Linked DNA regions of Sus scrofa: region 2 is linked to region 1. A link is a contact called in public promoter capture Hi-C data. All regions are on one chromosome and are shown on one strand. Each heading gives the region's core, a stretch centred on a gene start, on an enhancer-like site or on the middle of the called end of the contact. The rest is flanking DNA. Distances are from core to core; before and after follow the strand shown. Region 1 overlaps LRP5 (low-density lipoprotein receptor-related protein 5). Region 2 holds the start of C2H11orf24.

Evidence for each region. Promoter capture Hi-C pulls out the DNA fragments that hold promoters and counts their contacts.
Region 2: a promoter capture Hi-C map of skeletal muscle shows a contact between it and region 1, with 4 times the contacts expected there. The contact joins the promoter of C2H11orf24 here to the enhancer-like site in region 1. A contact is called at or near these places in 3 of 5 promoter capture datasets (fetal skeletal muscle, liver and skeletal muscle), 11 of 47 Hi-C or Micro-C datasets (brain, embryonic fibroblasts, fetal liver and 6 more) and 2 of 2 datasets of contacts at active chromatin or transcription factors (alveolar macrophages and skeletal muscle).

The regions. Positions count from the first base shown.
Region 1 is chr2:4,593,809-4,599,589 of Sscrofa11.1, forward strand. All of the region lies in intron 5 of LRP5 (low-density lipoprotein receptor-related protein 5), which reads right to left. Among named protein-coding and RNA genes, the nearest start is that of LRP5, 57 kb to the right of the region's middle. Within about 2 kb of position 4,418, at least 5 of the 83 cell types and tissues checked have an H3K27ac peak or open chromatin away from gene starts, as enhancers often do. A contact at or near this core is called in fetal liver, fetal skeletal muscle, liver and 1 more, where this site is marked.
Region 2 is chr2:4,679,169-4,684,968 of Sscrofa11.1, forward strand. It overlaps C2H11orf24, which reads left to right and starts at 3,036. Exons shown (of 4, transcript XM_003480654.4): 1 at 3,036-3,213.

The DNA.
Region 1 (5,781 bases), core at 3,168-5,667:
AGCGGGGGGCAGCTGCACAGAGGGGACCGCCGGCCTGGGCACCCTTGCAGGCAGACGTACCATGGCAGATGCTCACAGGCGACGTCTGAGGTTGTTGGGAATGAGGTGTGAGCAGAAGCCTGGCCTTGGGACCCCTGGGGTGGGCGCAGGGCACTGGGCCAGCCACGGGAAGAGAGACCAACCCCAAGCCTGGGACCAGGCACAGCGTCTGGGGAGGAGTTTGTTAAACACCAGGAAGGTAAATTGTTTAGAAATGAAGCGTTTGGCCAAATGGTTTTCTCTGGGATTGTTTAAACCGACAGCCTGCCCCCCGGTGCTGCCAAAATAAGCGAAAGCTGCCCTCGCTGGCCGGCCGGGCGGCTCGGACCTGCCCCGCCCTGCCCCGCTCTGCACACACTCAGGAAAGAGGGACGCATGGCTATGCCCGGGGGCCAAGTTCAGGGCATGGGCGCAGCCTCCTGGCAGAGTGTCCTCCTCAAAACAGAAAAGCAGACCTGAGGGGTGGCCCAGGGCCACAGACACAACCCGTTCAGCATCGCCCTCCCTGTCAACCTCCATCCAGACCAAGCCACGGGGCACCGTCCCTGTGCCAGGCCCGCACTGACACCTGTGAGCAGACAGGCAGAAGAGCTGCCGAAACAGCCCCGCAAACCAGGTGGGTTGCCCGCAGTGTGGGGGCCAGACGCCCGAGATGAAGGTGCCGCTCTGAGGCTCTGGGGCGACGCCCCGCCTGGCCTCGGGCCAGCGCTCCCTGCCGCTCCTGGGCTTGCGGTCACCCCCTCCAATCGCCACCTCCGTCTCGCCGCGCCCTCCTCCCCGTGCATCGGCACCTGGGGGTCCCCTGCACGAGGTGCCCGTCACGGGGGTTAGGGCCCGTCCTGATCCAGCAGGACCACCCGCTTAGCTGGGTTACTTCTGCAAAGACCCAATTTCCAAATTAGGGTCCAGGGGGTGGGACTTCATGTCTTTTGAGGGGGACGCAATTCAAACCCCAACATGCGAGGAGCAGAGAGTGAGGGGACAGTTTCCATAGAAAGACAGGTTCCAGGGCGGGACCTCCAGACAGAAGGCACAGCAAGGGGCTGACCGACCACCGCCCCTCTCCCCGGGGTGAGGTGTGCGTGTCTGCTCTCAGCTTGGGGACCCCTGAGAGTCTGAGCTGTCACACAGGCTGCGAGCAGAACGCCAGGGGAGCTCGGAGTCCAGCCCCATGTGCAAGGAAGCCTCATGCAAATAGCAGGCCGTGCCCACAGTGGGAGCCTGGCTACACAACCCACGCGGCCACCCCAGCCTGTGCCAGCAGGAAACTCACGAGAACGGCTGCCACATTCTCTAGGGAGGACTCCAGCCTGCCCTCCAGTCTCTGGCAGGGGTCTGTGCGCTTTCCACGGGGGGCCTGACGGCAGATGCCCCGGGCGTGGCAGGCTGGCCACCTCCCAAAGCCTCAGCTCCACCACTGCAGCACGAAAGCCAGCCCAGATGGTGCCAATACAGAGGTGTGCGAACACGAGGCTGTGTGTGGACACGGAAACCGGACGGTCCTACCACTGTCCCGGGTCACAAGACCTCCTGCTCATGATTTTCTTTCAACCACGTAAAAACCACTCCTAGCCTGTGGCTGCCCCCACAGACAGGGAGCCATTTGGCCCGTGGGTGGGGGATTGCTAACTCTTGTATGGGAAATGTGACTTTTTCCAACATGAAAAGTCAATTTCTTGTTGTTGTTGTTGTTGGTTTTTTTGGTTTTTTTTGGCTGCACCTGAGGCATGTGGAAATTCCCAGGCCAGGGATCGAACTGGAGCCACAGCAGTGAGAACACTGGGTCCTTAACCTCTAGGCTACCAGGGAACTCCTAGAAATAAATTCTAAGGATAAGGAAACGACATCAGGAGGGAGAGTGGATGGAGAGGAACCCTCCGTTTCTCTGCTCCACTTTCCTGTAAACCCAACACGGCCCTAAAAAATAAAGTCTGTTAAGTTTTTAAAAGGAAAGTGAAGGAGTTCTCCTGGGGTGCGGCGGGTTAAGGATCTGGGGGTGTCGCTGTAGCAGCCTGGGTCGCTGCTGTGGCTCGGGTTCAATCCTTGGCCTGAGAACTTTCACACGCCGCGGGAGCGGCCAAAAGAAGAAGAGAAAAAATGAAGTTAAAAGGTATGTAAATCAAAAAGAAAACTCCTCAGACCCCAACAGTAAACAGGTAAAGACCACAAGCAAATTCGCAGAAGAAAAAAATACACCACCAGCAACCACGAGAAACAGGCACCTCTCGGTAACACGCTAGTGGCAGGGAGAGGCCACGGCCACCAGCTCCATCAGAAGACTCTTTCATGCTCAGCGTGGGGGCAGCATGTCCCCACCTCCCAGGGGACTGTCCCGGGTGCTCGCTTCCTAGACGGCAACACGGCTCAGAGACCCTGCAACCCGGTAACTTCCCCTCTGAGAAGCCAGCCCAAGGCAGCAGCTAGAAATGCACATGGGCTCCTGCTCACAGAGGGTCCCCGAGGTTTCGTGAAAACGGCAAAACCCAAACCCTGTCGCTAATCTCAAGATTCATAAATGACAGGGCTGGGGTCCTGGTCCCTCCTTACAGGGCACCCCACAGCAGGCTCTGGAGAAGGGCAGAGGCAGGAAAAGCCGGCTTAGGGTAAGGGGGCAAGGCAGCCGTATTTCTCTTTCTGACCTTGTCTGCAGAGCAGAAACAGACTCACAGACGTGGAGAGCAGACCTGTGGTTGCTGGGGCGGCGGAGGGGGAGTGGGATGGACGGGGAGTTTGGGGCTGGTAGGTGCAAAGGACTATATTTAGAATGGATAAGCAGGAGTAACGATCCTGACTCGTATCCATAAGGACATGAGTTCCATCCCTGGCCCTGCTCAGTGGGTTAAGGATCCGGCGTGGCCGTGAGCCGTGGTGTAGGTCGCAGATGCAGCTCAGATCTGGCGTTGCCGTGGCTGTGGTGTAGGCCGGCGGCTACAATTCTGATTTAACCCCTAGTCTGGGCATTTCCATATGCCATGGTTGCGGCCCTAAAAGGACCAAAAAAAAAAGGGATACGCAATGAGGTCCTTCTCTATAGCACAGGGAGCTACATCCAATCTCTCGTGATAGAACACGACGGAAGACGGCATGAGAAAAAGAATGTGTGCATGTGCGTGACTGGGCCACTGTGCTGCACAGCAGGAAGGGACACAACCTACAAATCAGCTACACTTTCATCCAAAACTTTTTCCAAAAAAAGGAAAGTCGGCTCTGATGTTGCACTTACAACGAGAACAAATCTCACAAACCGGGACGTGTGCTTCGACAAAAAGACGAGGAAGCACCTCAAGAGGTTAACAGCAGCGATCTCCGGGTGGCAAAATTATGGGTGCTTTTTGTTTTTGCCTCTGTTTTTCTTTTTTAATGATGTTTCCCCTTCTCCAGTGAAGATAAGTGTCACTTCATCACAAGGGAAAATGCAGGCTTCCGAAGACGGGTGCTGGGCTCATCCTTAGGTGAGTCTGGGAGGAGGGGGATCTGGACCCTGCGGACCCCCGGGGTCCTTCTCCCTGGGTGACGGGGGGCTGGGGAGCACCCTAGGCCTCCATCAAATTGCCACGCACGGTGATCTACTTGGCCTCCAGGTTCTGAGCCTTTTGGGAGGAAGAACAGCAGCAGGAGGAAAGGATGGAGCAGAAGCAGCCACAGCCCCCTGCGGCCCAGGAGGGCCCCGCGACAGTTACCCCGCGTGGGGACCTACCTAAAAGGGCCTCACGGTTAATCCCCTCCCTCCATACCCCAACGTGGGAAAAGGGGCAAAATAACAGCACATCCAGGGCACGGACCAGCCAAATCAACCCAGGTGAGAGAGGCAGGGCCCCTGAGCTCCCAGCCTCCAACCCAGCAGGCCGGTGGCCATCCCATCCGTCCCTCACGGAACCAACCACAGCTTCAAGGTCACAACCCCCAGGGAAGGACCAGCCCCCACGAGGATGCTCGCCCCCGAGGCCGGCACCACCCCCCGGACGGTTCTTCCTGCCAACTTCTTTTCCTGCTGAAGTCAGAAGCGAGACCAGCCTTCCCGCCGCCCTGAGGTGTCCTCAGCTGTGGTCCCAGCTCAAGGGGCTCCTTAGCCTGTCTCCCCCCTCGCAGCCCCCACAAGAGGCAGTGCCGACCTTGACCATGACCCAGGCTGCAGCCACAGGGCCAGAGCCTGGTCCCAGCACAGGCCACCGTCGTCCACACGGCAGTTCCTAAGGTCAGAAACAGCTTCGTGGTCTGCAGGCAGCTGGCTTATTTTGGTTCTTTAGCAATTGATTTTTTCCACCGCCCCCCCGGGGTAAGTGGTTGGACAAACACCGACCCCACAGCCCGGCACCCTGGCCCAGGAAACCACACGGAGTGACCACAGGGTCAAAAGCACAGAGGAAGTGGCTGGGCTGGGCGCTGGCTTGGCTGGAAACCTGAAGCCCAAGCAGCTGTCCACCCGCAGGGCCCGCCCCGGGCCGCCTGGCCAGCACTAGGGGAGGAGGCGGGGGGAGGGTGGGCTTACAGCCCCCCGGAACCGCCAGGCAGGCACCCCGCTTGGAGTCTGGGCCTGAGTGCACAGCTCTGAAATGGGGTGACCCCTCTGCCCTGAAGCCGGGGGGTGGCCAGAGAGTGACAGGGTCAGTGCCAGGCTTGGGACCCCCACCCCCCAGAGCCAGCCCCCTCCTGCCCTGTCCCCAGGCTCCTCACGTGGTCCTTCTGCCCCTCGCCACACAGGCAGCCCCACACAAAGTCACACCCGACTTTGGCTCCCAGCCCATTTCCTCACTGGGGGACCCTGAGCAAGCCACCTGGCCAGTCCCCTCACAGGTGGGACCTCGGTGTGGATAAGGCCCCCGGTGAGGCTGCAAGGGTCCCATGACAAAGCCGGTGAGCCCTGGGGCTCGAGGCCACCACCCCAGAGCCTGTCCCCTCCCAGGGGCACTGAACTCACGCACCCAAGGAGCCATCTCGGCAGGCTGGGCGAGGGTCGGGAGAGAGACCTACGAACAAAGCATGGTTGGCAGGGCAAAGTGGGCAGGCAGCCTGGTCCCCCGAAAAGCAGGAATGCGGGGAAGGGGCTGTCTAACAGCTGGTGACTTGCCTGCAGAAGGCTGTGTCCCACCTCTTCAGGCGGGTGGCTCAGTTCTTTAAAAAGCCCACACGGAGGGCCTTTCTGAGCCCAGGCGGACCACAGGTGTACCATAAGTGACCTTGGTGCCCGGCACGTGGGCGCTCCCGGGCCCAGGCGGTGCAGGCAGGGGTTGGCGCGGCCCCTGGGCCAGGCTGCCTAGGTTCCAGTCCTGTCTCTGCCCTGTCCCCTGTGGCCTTGAGTGCTGACTGTCCGTGCTTACAAAGCAGGCCGGTCCCAGACCCTCTCCCACAGCCCCCTGCAAGGAGCACAGGGCTCCGAAGTGTGCCTGCCCGGTGACCCCCGAGAAACACTAAGCTCGCCCAGCCTGCCCAGTGGTGGAGGCCAAACTCACAGAGTGGGCTGAGCTGTATGAAAACACTGCCTCTCTAGCTCAGAGGTGGTCAAGCACCCGCAGTTCTCACAGTTCAACTAAAGAGCACCCCACGTTACAATTTGTCAGGCACCTTCGGAGACCCGACCTTGACGGGCACTCCCAGGTCGACGAGGCAGGAAAGCACTGCATTTCATCGGGGCCACAGCCACATCAGGGAGGATCAAGGCCGGAGGCGGATGCTCAGATTCCCACCAGACCATGTCCCTGTGGCTGGCACGGAAGGGACCTGGGGCAGCCCCACTGGGCACAG
Region 2 (5,800 bases), core at 1,786-4,285, 84 kb after region 1:
TCTGAAAGGCAAACGAATATTTCTGAACATTTCAAGTCAGGAGGCTCAATCCAATAACGCCTCCATAATGATATTCCTCTCCTCATCACTTATCCACTTTTATTCTAAAGATTTCATATCGTCAAATCCTTAGTTGTGTTCAGAGTATAAAAATGAACTTTCGGTGGGTAAATAACGACCACAAAGGGGCACGAGGGGATGAGTATCAGTCTCATTTTCTCCTTGGGAGCAATGACTCAGCAGTCACTCAGCAGTCACGGCGACTTTTTAAAACATAAACACCACGAGTAATGTGCCTTGACTGCAGCATAAACTGAGGCACAGCGTGGCTAAGCCTCTTGCCTGCTGTCACTCAGCGAAAAAGTGAAGGAGGCCCTGACTTTTACCCATGAGACCTAGCACGGCCTTATAGTCAAATAATAAATCAACAACCATGAGGCCCGAGCTGAGTTTGCTGTTTAGCTCTTTCTGCATAGAAAGCGCCTGAGAGCCTCCGAGCCCTGAGACAGAGCTTGTAGACTGGAGCGTATCCTTCTGTCTTTAGTTCATCCGCTGCCATCAGAGTGGATGGCACAGAGGTAACAAACCTGACAAGCATCCATTAGGACACAGGTTCGATCCCTGGCTCTGCTGGCTCTGCTCGATAGGTTAAGGATCCGGAGTTGCTATGAGCTGCCATGTAGGTTACAGACGTGGCTCAGATCCTGCATTACTGTGGCTGTGGCGTAGACCTGCAGCTCTAATTCAACCCCTAGCTTGGGAACTAAAAAAAAAAAAAAAAAAAAAAAAAAAAAAAAAGCAGCTCTCCCAGCCTGTTTTACTCTTCATAATGCTCTACAGAAGCAGTTATGTGGTTCCCAGAGCTCTGCCGTGATAGGTGCCAGGTCCTCCCAATTCACTCAAAGTTGTCAGATTCCCCTACAAGAGAATGGGTTTCCCAAAGATATTTCCATTGTTGCCTGAAGCCCATCCTTCCTTCCTTCCTTCCTCCCTTTCTCCTTCCCTCCCTTTCTTTCTCTCTCTCTCCCCAAAACCCATTTTCTAGCAACACTCTACACTGGGGCTTTCTTTACAAGCATTTTCTGAAAAGGACCAGGCAGTAAATACTTCAGGTTTTTGTGGGCCGCAGGGTCTCTGCTCCAACTATTCAATTCTGCCCTTGCAGTGCAAAAGCAGCCACACAATACATAACCAAGAGGCACAGATGTATTCCAATAAAACTTTACTAGAAAAACAGACAGAGGGTCAGCAGATCCTGGCCGTAGACTCTGAGCTCCTTGAAAAGGAGAGCTTGTCTCATCTTTGTAATTTCAGCCTCAGCAGTAAAAACTGTCCCGATTTTACCAAAGAGGAAATAAAAGCACAGAAACTGATTTTGAGGAAGCCGAGCATAGAACCACAACTGGCTGTTTGGGTATATTTTCATTTGTGAATTGAACAGATACTGACTGCGCTTCTCATGTTAGAGCTGAGCTTGTTGTGAAAATTAAAGCAAACCCAAAGCAAAAGGATCTTGTCTTCACAAACTCTCCCACCTGGCTGGCCTCTCAGCAAACCTATCCCTTACAGGGTAAGGGCTACACCGCCTGAAACCATGAGATTGAACTGGATGTGATAGGTCTGTTGTTGCTGTTGTCTTTTCTAGGGCCACACCCAGGCCTATGGAGGTTCCCAAGCTAGGGGTCTAATTAGAGCTGTAGCTGCCAGCCTACGCCAGGGCCACTGCAATTCGGGACCCGAGCTGCATCTACTACCTACATCACAGCTCACGGCAACGCTGGATCCTTAACCCACTGGGCGAGGCCAGGGAATCTATCTGAACCCGCAACTGAGCCAAGACAGGAATTCCTGGATGTGACACTTCTTTTTTTTTTTTTGTCTTTTGTCTTTTTGTTGTTGTTGTTGTTGTGGTTGTTGCTATTTCTTGGGCCGCTCCCTCGGCATATGGAGGTTCCCAGGCTAGGGGTTGAATCGGAGCTGCAGCCACCGGCCTACGCCAGAGCCACAGCAACGCGGGGTCCGAGCCGCGTCTGCGGCCTGCACCACAGCTCACGGCAACGCCGGATCCTTAACCCACTGAGCAAGGGCAGGGACCGAACCCGCAACCTCATGGTTCCTAGTCGGATTCGTTAACCACTGAGCCAAGACAGGAATTCCTGGATGTGACACTTCTAAAGTGAGTTTCAGGTGCTCCCAGAGCTCAGAGCTGGGGAGCTGATCCCATCTTTGCACCCTCACTTTTCTGGGTCTGGCTTAGTTTCTTAGCCCAGGACCCCAAGACGAGTTTTTTATAAGACAAGTTTTTTATAACTGTCTGAAAATAAAGCCTTTTGGATTATTCCCTTTGAGATGGTCTTTCACAGACAGGCTCTGGTTTGGACTTGGGGGGACTGGAGAAAGTTTTAGACTCGGGTACAATCACAAAACTTGTAACTTACGAAGCTACTTCGAACGAAGGTCAAGTCCCATACGCTTTCCTCTACACTGTTTTGCTCCAGTTATTCCACGTCTCACAATCTCAAAACATCTCGAGAGGCTCAGTTTCAGGGTCTGTAAAACCGGGGCTAAGCGCCTCACAGCAGTTAAATCACAGAACCAAGCCCAGCGCTTGGCACGTTGTAGGCGCTCGAAACACGCCGGCCGCGGTCTCGACTGTTACTTGCTTCTGGGATCCCCGGCGCCTGCCCCCGGGGCTGTGGATGGAGTCTAGAGAGGGCGGGCACGTCGCAGGGTCCCCCCCCTCGGGTGACCTGCACGCCAACGTCATAGGTCTGGGCTCACCCAGCCCAGCCGTGGCACCTCGGTCCCCACAGGGCGGGGTCCACAGTCCCAGCGGAGCCCAAGCACCACCACTTCCGCCAGCGATCGGTCCGAAACTGCCGCTTCCGGCCCGCGCGGGACTTCGCCCGAGCCGCCCCGCGGTGGGCGGAGCCCTGACGCGGCCACGCCCCTCGCTTCCGGCTCGAATCCGGCAGCACCAGGAGCCGCCGGGCTGTTCTGAGCGTCAGCCGAGGCTGCCCCGCCCTCCAGGACCCGCCCTCTCGTGACGTCATCTCCGGGGCGGTCCGGGCGGGGCCGGAGCCCTGGCGGCTGCTCTGAGCTGTCCTGGCTCTCGGTCGTGCTGCTCCACTGCTGGCCACGTCCCCACACCGACCGCGGGCGCTTCCCCGCCGCCCGAGGGCCGCCGGGCCGCCGCAGGCCTGCCGCGCCCGGGTAAGGGGCCTGCTCTGCCGTCCGGGGAGCTGTTGTCACCGCTGCCTGAACCGGCTTGGGGCTGAGAGAGGGAGGTGGGGGACAGGAGGAGGGGTGTATAGGGGCACGGGAGGCAGAGGAGGGGACCTTCGGGCACGGGAGGCATAGTAGGGGCATGGGGGCCCGGGAGGCAGAGGAGGGGACCTTCGGGCACGGAAGCAGAGGAGGGGACCTTCGGGCACGGGAGGCAGAGGAGGGGGCATGGGGGCCCAGGAGGCAGAGGAGGGGACCTTCAAGCACGGGAGGCATAGTAGGGGGCATGGGGGCACGGGAGGCAGAGGAGGGCATCTTCGGGCACAGGAGGCAGAGAAGGGGACAAGGGAAAAAATGAATGGGGACACTGCAAGCTGGTGAGGATTGGAGGTGAGAAGTAGGAGGAGAGGAAGGAATAGGAGTCAGTTGGGGACCGAGACTCCCAAGGAGGATGGATGGGAGCCCAAGGAGGCAGGAGAAGGGCTTACGGGGACCCCAAGCCAGAGAAGAGGCTGGGTGAGTTCAGTTTGGGACAGAGGAGGGGAAAGTCGGGACGCTGCCATATGGGTGGGGAGACAAACAGTCTTGCCGGCCAAGGTTGGGCCCCAGGAAGTGTTATGCTCAAAGAGAGTTGGCCCTTTTGGCAAGCCAGGCGTTCTCTACCTGGAAGGGGGTCGTGCATTTCCATCTACCTGCCTGCCTCCCCCATGTGAGTCTGGGCACCTATGTAGTGGGTGCAGTTAGCTGTTAGGAGTCAGCATCCACATAGTTGGCCATAAAACGTAAATTTCTACTTAGACATCTGCCTCGACGATAAACTTTCTTTTCCCCTCCCTGGAGGAAGCATCTCGAAAATTTCAATCCAGATTTTCTCCTTACATGCTAGACTTGCCTGACGGACAGAGGAATGTCAGATTTACCCACACAGCCCGCAAGAAGTAGGCTCTTGCTCAGAGCATTTAGCCTGATACCAAAACTTGCAGAAACCTGGAAGGAAGCAGTGTAATTAAGATGTTATCTAGTGCGCCAGATTCCCATCTGCCACAGAGACACATCCTTTGGACCACAGGACAATGTCTATATGCACAAAACCACAAGCCTGTGTTCCTTGGGTTCTGATACCAAAGTTCAGCCAGGTGACGTGTCAAGACAGGTATCTGTGGTCTGCCCTGTATTTGTTTCCGCAATCCCTGCTCCTTGGTGTGTTTAGTTTCCCCAGCTTGGGGTAGCAGCTGGGGCCACATTGCTGCTGATCAGTAAGTTCCTAGTGTGATGGAATGGGTGGGGGGGGCGGGTAACGCCTGAGTTGGGCCCAAGAACCTGTGTAAGCCAGAAAAAGGAATTAGGCAGCTTAGAGTCTATGTCATGTAACTTGCACGCAGCACCCTGTGTATAACAGTTTCATAAAAGTTAAAAATCAAGCCAAGATTGGGAACACGAGAAATCAGAGACAGGAGGTGTTGAGACTTAGCACAACATCAAGGACCAGAGAAGGATCGGGAAGTTGGCACCCCGGGGGCCCATTATGTGGGTGCCTTTCCAAGAGAATGTTGCCTGGCCTGTGGGGGCGCTGCCCCCTGAACAAGAGGAACTCCCAGCATGGCCTGCCCTCCTGTCTTCCACCTGCCTTGCTCTCCTCGAGACTAACTGAGCCCTTCTGGCCCAGAGGTCCCTTGCCTTTTCACCTGCTGTAGTCTGAGACCTTGATAATAACTGGCCAGACCCTTATGGAAGGCTCACTAAAGCCTCTGCAGGGGAAACTATCATTCTAAGTCTATGCAGTGCTTTGTCCGCCCTGAGTCAGCTTAGATTAGCACAGGTCCTCGCGTGGGGATCTTGGCATTTAGAATATGCTGGTGGACAATGGAGGCAGGACCATACCAGAGAGCTGAAGTCATGGCACGAGGACTTGTTCTTGAGTCTGCACAGCGGCCAATTCCTGTGCCTGTTCGAGGGATCACCAGCCCCACGGGCTGAGCGCATAAGCAACGAGGGCCCCCAGCAGAGCTTTCCTGAGAGACTCGCTGCGTTTCCCCAGAGAGCTGCAGGGAGATGCTTCTTGTGCGTGCACCCACCTTGTATGTGTAGCTATCTCTGTGCATGATTGCGCACACACGTGTGTGGCTGCACGCGTACATGCATGGCAGTGTGTGTGCCTCTGTAGCTGTGTGCCCATGAGTGTGAATCCATGCATACGTGTGTGTGCAGGCAGGTATCCGTGATGGGTAGTAGGCCCGTAGTGGTCCTCAGGCATCACCCCCTAGTGATAGCGGCTGCTCTAGGAGGTGATGAGTTTCTTTCATCTCCTGAGTTTACGTTAGATATTCCTCAAAAAGAGAATCATTCATGCCAGCTAATAGCTTCACGTTACAACTGTGCTCCTGGATTCCTGCAAAGTTTGGTGGGCTCCTAGAAAAATGCATCTCCTAGTATGTAAATCATGAAGTTTCTCTAAATTATTAATATCTAAGTGTAAAACTGTATCACATAGGATTCCTCTGCCTTTCTGCCTTAAAAATCAAGACATTTTTTTCTCCATCGGAGCCTCTGAGGGGTGCTTTCCAAGAGTAATCTG